Regions from separate parts of the Sus scrofa genome. Here region 1 is linked to region 2. The links are chromatin contacts, called in public Hi-C maps. All regions are on one chromosome and are shown on one strand. The core of a region is the stretch at or near the end of the contact, and the rest is flanking DNA. Distances in the headings are between cores, read along the strand shown. Region 1 has its middle 29 kb from the start of ESR1. Region 2 overlaps ESR1 (estrogen receptor 1).

Evidence for each region. A called contact is a pair of places that touch in the nucleus more often than the background predicts.
Region 1: a Hi-C map of liver shows a contact between it and region 2, with 6 times the contacts expected there. The contact joins two enhancer-like sites. A contact is called at or near these places in 1 of 47 Hi-C or Micro-C datasets (liver) and 1 of 2 datasets of contacts at active chromatin or transcription factors (skeletal muscle).

The regions. Positions count from the first base shown.
Region 1 is chr1:14,517,988-14,522,593 of Sscrofa11.1, forward strand. It overlaps a transcript of ESR1 not described here. Among named protein-coding and RNA genes, the nearest start is that of ESR1, 29 kb to the left of the region's middle. Within about 2 kb of position 3,279, at least 2 of the 83 cell types and tissues checked have an H3K27ac peak or open chromatin away from gene starts, as enhancers often do. A contact at or near this core is called in liver, where this site is marked.
Region 2 is chr1:14,254,263-14,259,014 of Sscrofa11.1, forward strand. All of the region lies in intron 5 of ESR1 (estrogen receptor 1), which reads right to left. Among named protein-coding and RNA genes, the nearest start is that of ESR1, 230 kb to the right of the region's middle. Within about 2 kb of position 1,934, at least 3 of the 83 cell types and tissues checked have an H3K27ac peak or open chromatin away from gene starts, as enhancers often do. A contact at or near this core is called in liver, where this site is marked.

The DNA.
Region 1 (4,606 bases), core at 2,029-4,528, 270 kb after region 2:
AAGCAAAAACACTTTCAGGTCTGTAAAGGGTTAAAAGCTGACCATGGGTCAGTAGTTTTGTCCCACGATTTTGATACTAAATGCTCTCCTGGGGCAGTTGAAGTGGACTGAGCATTGATAACCAATGACATCAAATAAGCCTAACGTTCACCCGAATTCTGCCCATGTCTGAGCTTCCCCATTTCGGAAGAACGGAGAAAACTTGAAAGTCCGGTGGCTTTCAATCCTGGCTACACCTTAGAAGCATGAGAAGAACGGTTAAAGAATTTTCCTGCCTAGGTCCCACCCCACACCAATGAGATCAGAATCGTGGGGGAGTTAGCCCTGTGTATTGTTTTTAGAATCAGAGTCATTCTAACGCACTGCCAGTTGAGAAGCACTGGGTTTTATAAACCATGAAACACATGAGGAAAAGGAAGGAATGAGAACTGCCAAAACAGAAAGACAGGCAGACAGACAGACAGACAGACAAAGAAAAGAAAAGAAAGTGACCAGGCTTTTCTCAGCAATGTACAGGTGCCAGGGTTGTATTTGCTTTTCTACACTCTACACTGTGCTCAAAACGAAAAAATGGGGACTTGAGTGACAAAAAGGGTACAATTCAGGAACAATGGCTGGCTGTGATTTTTGGAGGGAAGTGAAAACTGCTTTTAAAAATTAGTCCAGCAACAAACTCTGCCTTGAAGATTTGGATGCCAAGAGGTGGATTTCCAGGTTTTGCAAAACCTGCTATGTATTTAGAGAAATGTCACCCATTTCCTCTGAGTTAATCATTCTGGCCTCTGTTTACCAGAGGGATTCCTGGTCCTTCCACACCCATTCTTATATGAACACCATTCTAACCACAACCCCTTGCTCGTTACATCATCAATATGCAGCATTTGTGTCCAGTGAAATACCTAATTGCTAGTTTCACCGCTTCTTCACAGTTTCCACAGCCACCATCCTCACCAATGCCCTCATTTGAGATAAAAGAAAAAACAAACTCTCAAACCTCAGAGCTGGACAAGCCCTCCTCTGGCTTTTCAGACTCAAAGTTAGCTTCCCCACAAGCCTGAATTAACCTTTCTCAGATGCCACTCTCATCCTCCAAAAACCATTTTGGACCTGTTTTGCCTCTCACCTAAAACCCAAATACCTACCTGCTAGGCCAGCCCTTCAACCCAACTTCTTGTTTCTCCCTGTACAAAATCCCTTCTCCAACCAAGACCACTCTGTGGCCAGTCTTCTGAACACAAGCATTTTTTCCTTCATCTGTGTAAGTGAGAACGCGTCGCTGTTCCTCCTGCAATTAATAGCCACCAGCACCCACAGCTCTATGGTTTGCTTTAGCTGCCAAACAGCCCTGCCAGTCTGTTCATACCAAGGACGGAGAACAGACAGCCTCTGCTTGGCATGTCTCATCGTAAAATTGCTGCAGTAACCATCAGTATTGCCCCACCAATCCTTCCACCCTGAACTGAATTTCTGGGCCTCCTTATCCTGATATTTCAATACTGTGGTTTGTGCCTGCTCGTGCTGGCCTCTATTATGTATTCTCCATTCCCCCTCTATGTTCTTCAGGCATCCAACTCACAACGTGACTGATTCCTGCTGCCAAATCCACCTTGACCCAGCTTCTTGCCTTGAACGTGCATCACCTGTTCTTCTCCGTCTCCAAAGACCTAAACCTCTCTACTTGCAACTAAAATTGCCTATCCATCCTTTACCCTCTTCACTTGGCCTGCCTTCTGGGATTTAAGGACCTTACATGTCCGTTCTTAAAGAAACTGACTTCCTGACCACACTCTTCCTATCCAAACCATAAAAATTTAGCACACCTTCTGGGGAGACCAGATGTCTAGACCTGACTTCTCCTGGCCTGCTCCAAGTACTGATGCTGAGATCTAGAATGAGTAGGTCTTGAACACCTATCTCTTACAGGAAATTTTTTTTCTCCCATGTCCAACACCCTAAGCTATAACCCCCAGGACTATTTTAACTTGTTAGCATTTATCTCCATTGATGAGCAGTTTTATTGTTTTGGGTATGTCTGCTCCATAGGAGAGACTGTGCTCCTTTGAATGTCTACTTTTGTCCTGACTTTTCATTTTACCTCTCCTAACATTGCAAGCCTTGGCCAGTGACAGAATTGGATGCCTAGAGAGTAGTCATGCAGATAACATTTTGAAGTTTGACCTTTTCTGAAATCAAAGGGATACACTGGACTAGAGGTTGACTCAAGATCCACCCTAACTCTATCATTCCATTGCAGGAAGATGAAGAGTCACTTAAAATGAAATCAGGGACAAACCAAGAAAAAAGCAATTTGAGTAAATGTATAGTTATTTAATGGTTACCAGTGACTTCACTGAGTCCCAGGTGTTTTTCTACTCACCTAAGCAGCTAATTCTGTTAATATACCAATCAATGTCTGGAAGGATATTGGCTTCCCTCAGTTTCACCTGAAAATGTTCAACACCATGGATGGAGGACGTTTCTCCTAAACGTAGACTGACCCAACCGATCACCTCTAACCTCTGCGATCATCACAGACTTCTCCGAATGGACACTGGGGGTAAAAAGCAATGACAACCTGGCTGTCCTAACACTGGGCAAACACTAAGCTGAGAGTCCATTACCAGCAGCACGTGGTTTTAGATTCTGAAGGAAGACCAAATAGCAGTGCCACTGCTACCCATCCATGACTAATTGGTCCCCAGTGATCCAGAAACTGTTACCCATTCTTGGCATACGATGCCTTGTTCAGAGGCAGGAAAGTTCAAACAACACAACTTAACTTCAAACAGAATATCAAAGTTACTCATTATCACAGAGCAGCCCTTTGTTCTCACCACCCCTGCAACTCCAGCATCACCGTTTCCAATGAGATGCTTTACTTTCCAAGATGGCACCCTCCGGCATGACCAAAAGAAGCTTATGGAAGTAAAACACCAAGAGCAAGTGAGGGACATTCTCTATCCCTGGTTGCTAATAAATTTGACCAGCGAGAGACATGGTTTCAGTCCAATGCCATTGCAACATGAACCAAAACTGACCAAACCCTTCCAGAAACCTTCTCTAACTCTCTAATGACAATGTTGCTCATAACAGCCCTGCTGAATTCACCTAGTCCAACTCCACAAATAGCTATTGGGCACCTATTCTGTGCACAGCATTGTGTGTCCAATGTGTTCCTCTCTCTTATTTTAGAAGAGCTTTCTCTCAACCAAAGACGTTACTCGCATGTTTGTTTAGTTGAAAACCACCTGACACCATAAGGATACTGATAAAAGCCAAAAAAAAAGCAACTCATCCTTTGAACTTGACCCAGGGATCAATTTTCCAACTAGAGACTCCACAGCCTAATCACTTGCCAACCGAGAAAATGAGAAGTTAGTTTTTTAGAAAGATAATTAGACTCTGTCTGAAAACTCTGATCTTGACTTTACAACAAGCCGGATCTCCCCCCTAAATGAGTGAAAATGTGAAAATGTCTCAATTCCTCCTCATGCAAAGACCTATGGGGCAAGGAAACACCCCTAGCTTTCCTGAGTCACGGAGTTGCCACCAGCCTCAGCCTTAGGCATACACTCCAGCAAAGGTAATTAGACTTTCTGCTTCTATAGAAGAATGACTAAGGATTGTTGCAGAGAATGAGCAGTATCACGGAGGAGAGAATGTATCCGTTGGCCGGGACCGCTATAACAAAATACCACAAACTGGATGGTTGAAACATCACTGGACATTGAGATGCTCCACCCAACAAGAGTACAAAGTTTGCAATCATTGATTTGCAAATCTAGATTTTCGAGTTGGCAGAACTGTTTTGAATTGTTTGCCCGCCGGGAGGTTATCACGGAGCAATCATCTCTCGGAGACCTTTTGTCTCTCTGGCTTCAGTGCTCTCCACGTTCCCAAAAAGAGGGTCTCTACCATAAATGCTGCGAAAAGCGGACAAGGTCTGTTTGGTAAACCCTGCCTTTGAGAGTTAAAACCGAAAAGGGAAATCAGAGTCAGCATTTCTCTTTGGTTGTGGGTTTTGCACACACCTGTGGCCACACAAAATACAACCCACACTTTGTATCTAATGCAAAAGTTATTACAGACATTAATAGCAACTGATTTCTCTTTCTCACTTTGTGGTAGAATCAAGAAAGTGCAGAGAGATTCAGATCATCGAATAAAGCAGATGGGCCACCCTTCCATGACATTTAGGTGTATGTCACAGTGCCCCGTATAGTTGGCAACCATACTGGTACTTCACTACCTGTTGTTGCAAATCTCCATACCTACACCAATTTGATAAACCAGCTGTTAAAAAGCATGGCTCCCCATGGACTATGCCCTGTTGAACACCCACATGTCTTGATGTACCTTAAAAATCTGCACGGAGCATTTGTTACCAACAAAGCCAAAACGAGGAATTTAGGCTGGAGGTGGGAAGGTTAAGCGGTTCATTTAATTAGAAACATTTACCCTTCCTTTTTAAAGCAACCTCCTGAGAAAAGCAGGGGAGTTTTGATTTATCAAGAGAAAATAATACACAGGCAGTATTGACAAATGAATTATTTAAACATATTCCCTTCCAAGTAATTTCTTACTCCCTGTAGTTTTTTTGTCAGTT
Region 2 (4,752 bases), core at 684-3,183:
TTATTTGTCATATTTTTCTTTTGATTTTATTGCTGGTATTTTCTTCTGCAAAACATTTAATTGTTACATAAGCAAATTTATCAAACCTTCCTTTATGACTTTAGAATATCATGTCTTGCTTACAAAGGTCATTCTCCCTCCCAACAACATATAAAAAATTGTCCTTTAAAAAAAAAAAAAAAAAAAACTGTCTTAGGAGTTCCCATGGTGGCTCAGCAGAAACAAATCTGACTAGGATCCATGAACACACAAGTTTGATCCCTGGCCTCGCTCAGTGGGTTAAGGATCAGGCGTAGCTGTGAGCTGTGGTGTAGGTCACAGACTTGGTGCAGATCCTGCATTGCTGTGGCTGTGGCATAGGCCAGCAGCTACAGCTCCGATTCAACTCTTACCCTGGGAACTTCTGTGTGCCATGTGTGTGGCCCTAAGAAGACCAAAACAAACAAACAAACAAACAAACAAACAAAAAAACTGTCTTAGGTTTCCTTCTAATATAGTTTTTATGTTTAAATCTTTGATCTTCCGGGATTTATTTATTTTTATAACAACTTTAATGAGATATAATAACATGCCATATCATTCACCCATTTAATGCATACAATTCAACAGATTTCAGTGTATTTACAGAGTTGTGCAATCGTCATTTGCGATTTACTTTGGTGTAAGATGTGAGACAGGGATTTAGCTTAGTGTTTTTTCCAGGTAGCTAATTAGTTTTCTTAACATCATTTATGGAATAAACCATCTTTTTTTCACACTTACAATATGATAGATGCTTTTGATAAATTCATTTACTTCTTACAACTGCCATCTAAGGCGAATATTATTTTTCCAGTTTTCCAAATGAAGGAATTAGGACTCAGACTTAAGTCAAACCATACTGCCTACCAACCAACAGAAAGTATCCCAACAATAAGATTTTCTCTGTCTTCTTTCCTTGCTCTGCTTTAATTCACTAAAAAAGATTTATTGAGGAACCATCATATACCAGGTTTTGCATTAACATCTGAGAACAGAGAAGAAAACTATGGACCTTGTTTAAAGACATGGCGGGTTTTATATCAGGAGTTTGGGATTAGCAGATACACACGAGTATATATAAAAGAGGTAAACAGCAAGGTCCTACGGTATAGCCCAGGGAACTATACTCAATACCCCGTAATGATCGACAATGGAAAAGAATTCGAAAGAGGATATGTACATGTAACTGATTCACTTTGCTGTATACCAGCAACCAACACAACATTGGAAACCGATTGTATTTCAATAATAAATAAATAGATCCAGAACAGCGGCAAGACAAGACAAAAGATAGTTGCAATACAATAGGATACATTCCTCAGAAAAGGTCTAGAAAGAAAATCTCTTACATCTAATATCAGTCTCCCCAAATTTAACTCACATCCCTATTGAAGCAACTGTCACCGAATTCTCAGGTAAAGGGGTGAATGAGTTTTAAGGTAAAGTGCTTAAAATGGTACGGAGCCCACCGTAGGAGCCGTATTTCAGTCTTAGCTACAGACATGTTGATAAGTAGATAGATCCATAGATGGGGGACAGGTTGTCCTTTTAACCTGAAGTGTCCAGAAAACAGCTGCCACAATGCATTTCACTTTGTCGAATTCGGGTGCATGGAAGCTCTACATGAGGAGAGAGGAATCTTTACAAGCTGCATTGCTCCTCGGGGACGTGAGTTGGTGGTCACACCAAAAGGTGAGTTGGCCTTAAGCAGAAGTGAGCCTTAAACTAGAAGTGGCCTTCATCTAGAAGTGAGCTTTTCTTGTCCTAAAGTCGAATTTTTTTTAAAGTGGCACATTTTCTTTCTAGTGAAAAAATAAACAAGGATAGGGGGACATGTTTGGAGGATGAAGCTTTAAAAATAACCACTCCTAGCCAAAATAGAGAAATGTTCCTTTCTCAGTATAAAGTCTCTGTTTACTTAACAGACTGCACAGCGGCGGGGGGGCATCTCAGTGTGGGAGGGAGCCTGTGTCCACCCGCTGTGAGCAAAAGTTCAGTTCAGAAACTGCCAAAGTGGAGCCTTGACAATTCTCTCTTCTCATCCCTTTTCAACAGTCTCCCACATTTTCCCACGAGGAGCTTCTTCTTAACTCTTCCAGCGAGAGTGTGTTCTTTTCAGCCTCTTCTCACTGGAAATTCTGTTATTTCTAAGCAGCAGTTATTACCTGGCCTCATCACAATGCTGGCACTTCCGGGTACATTAGGAACTGCAGATCCAGCCCTCAGCCAAGGTGCAGATCCCCCAGCTCTCAATTCAGTTCTCACTGTGTGTGTGTGTGTGTGTGTGTGTGTGTGTGTGTGTGTGTTTTCCTTTAGAGGATGTGGACCGAGCATATTTAATTATAAATCATTGAGACGGTATGACAGCAGGACCCCGGGGGCTCACCTTCCCTGCAAACAGAAGTGCTTCGTATTGGCTGGTGTGAGTCTCAACTTTGAGGGCTCTTAAGGGAATAACCATCGCAGTGAAGCTGCAACGTTCTAAGCAGTGTTAGAAGAATCTAGAAGAACTTCATGTAGATGTCTCCATAAGAATAACTTGCTCCTCTTTCAATGGGAAAAACTCACCAGGTCTAAACACTTTGGCCAATCCATTCTTTGTGGAATAAATAAAAAGTATGTCATTTGATGGCCATGATGTTCTTTCCAGTAAATCACTAGAATGTTGCCTGCAGGGAACTGACGAGTGGATCATGTGGTATCTGAGGGTCCCTCAGGAGCACTGTCACAAGGTGAAAATACTTGCCCCACAAACAGATGATCTGTCACCATAAGATCAGGTACAAATCTATGTGGACTTGGAAGGTTAGCAGACATCTGTCACCTGCCTGACACAAAGGAACGCATTACTGTCCACTGAGATCATTACACATTGGCGTCGGGGCTTCATTTTCAAAGCCCTGCTGAAATATCCTACACTAACTTCAAGGAGCCAATCAGCCAAGTGCATTTAGTTCAATTTCAGAAGGAACTGATGAATCAATGGTGTCAGCAATGGGGTGATTACTAAAAATCTGGAGGTAATCTTATTACAATAAGACAAAATTAGTCTAAATCCATTAGGTGCTACTGAGGCTGTGAGATTCTGGGGGTTTAGAAGAATGAGATTTATTTTTATTTTACTTATTTATTTTTTGGCCATGCTCACGGCATGAGGCAGCTCCTGGACCCGGGATTGAACCTGAGCCAGAGCTGCAACTAGAGCCACAGCAATGACAATGCCAGATCCTTAAGCCACTGCACCACCAGGAAACTCCAAGATTTATTTGTAAAAGAAGCACAGCTTCAGGCATAGATCAGGAGTAGTTTACCAAGCAGATCAGCCCATGGCTCCCACAGTGAGACTCAACAGCCTGGAGGATGAACTCCTCTGATCACACCAATCTGGTGTTCAGAGCACCTCAAAACGGCCTTGAGGGGAAACCTCCTTCTGCTCCTTACCTACCTCCAATGCAGTCCATCTGTACTTATGTCAGGGTGGGAGAAACAGATCTGGAAAGAACATTTGCTCATGGAAGTTTCTCTTCTAGCGACATGAATGCCTGTTTTTCAGAAGCCCTTAGGTATCTATCCCTCCACATGGGAAATAAAGAGCTCTAATGAGAGTGTACAGGTCAAACCTGCACTTGTATATTTAAAAAAAAAAAATCTTACAAAATGTAGAGCTACCCGGTAGGCTCTTTTGTATAAATGGATCTTGATAGATGGAAACAAAAAACCCAGGGGATCAACATAAGACATTCAATTTAGCTATCCCGAAAAAAACTTACAACAGAAGTTAGAAAAAAATTACAAATTAAGATGCTGTTTAATATCAATAGTGTCAGGTTTAGTTGTATTTAAAGAGCTTCCGTTATCTTTGATGCCACAAAAATCTGTCAGCACAGGCTCTGATATGCAGTGACTCCATCAATATTTGTATGATCAAGAGATTTACACATACAACCCTTTGCCATAAGGAATGAAATGCTGAAGACGGCAAATTGTAAGTGATATATCCTGCAAGAGACAGAATTTGAATGGCTGTATCTCAAAGCAGATTACTTGAGAAGAAAGTGGTTAAGACTCGAATCCAACTGCCTGGATCCAAATCTTGACGCTACTCTTTACCAGTTATGTGTCTTTGAACTAATTCTTTGAATTCTTGTGTGCCTGAATGAGCTTATACTCAGAGTGGACTGTAGGGTGAATAAGAAATAAATAAGTCACTGACATATGGTTGCTTGCTACAGTAGTTAGCTTATGTGGATAAATAAAACAATTGGCACTGGGAATGCGGTGCTGATATAAAAAATACTTACCCCCTTAATGCCAAGTATCAAGAAACAGATACGGTGAGCTAGAGTCCTGTTATAACTATGACCAAGCCCCTGTGGGGCTCCCAGGCACACAAGCCTTTCTATGTTCTCCATTTCCTGTTTTTAGGGAATAAGCCTCAGCCTCCAAGGTCTTCCCTGAGCTCCAAAGGGCAGTTGCTCATCAGGGAAGGGAGGGGATGCTGAGACCAGGAAGGAGCAGTCAAGAGACAACAGTGCAGCCTTGGGACAGGGTCCTAGTTCCTCCTCAAGGAATATCCATAAAAATATCCTTGAGCCCTTTCTGCAGAATTAAAACCCCCAACAGATGGAACTACTTGATGAAGCATTCTTCATTCCGGGAAGAAGGAAGACCACCAGAACCAGTCCTGGGGCCACTAAACACCACCTCTGAGAAGCAATGCAACCTTGCCCC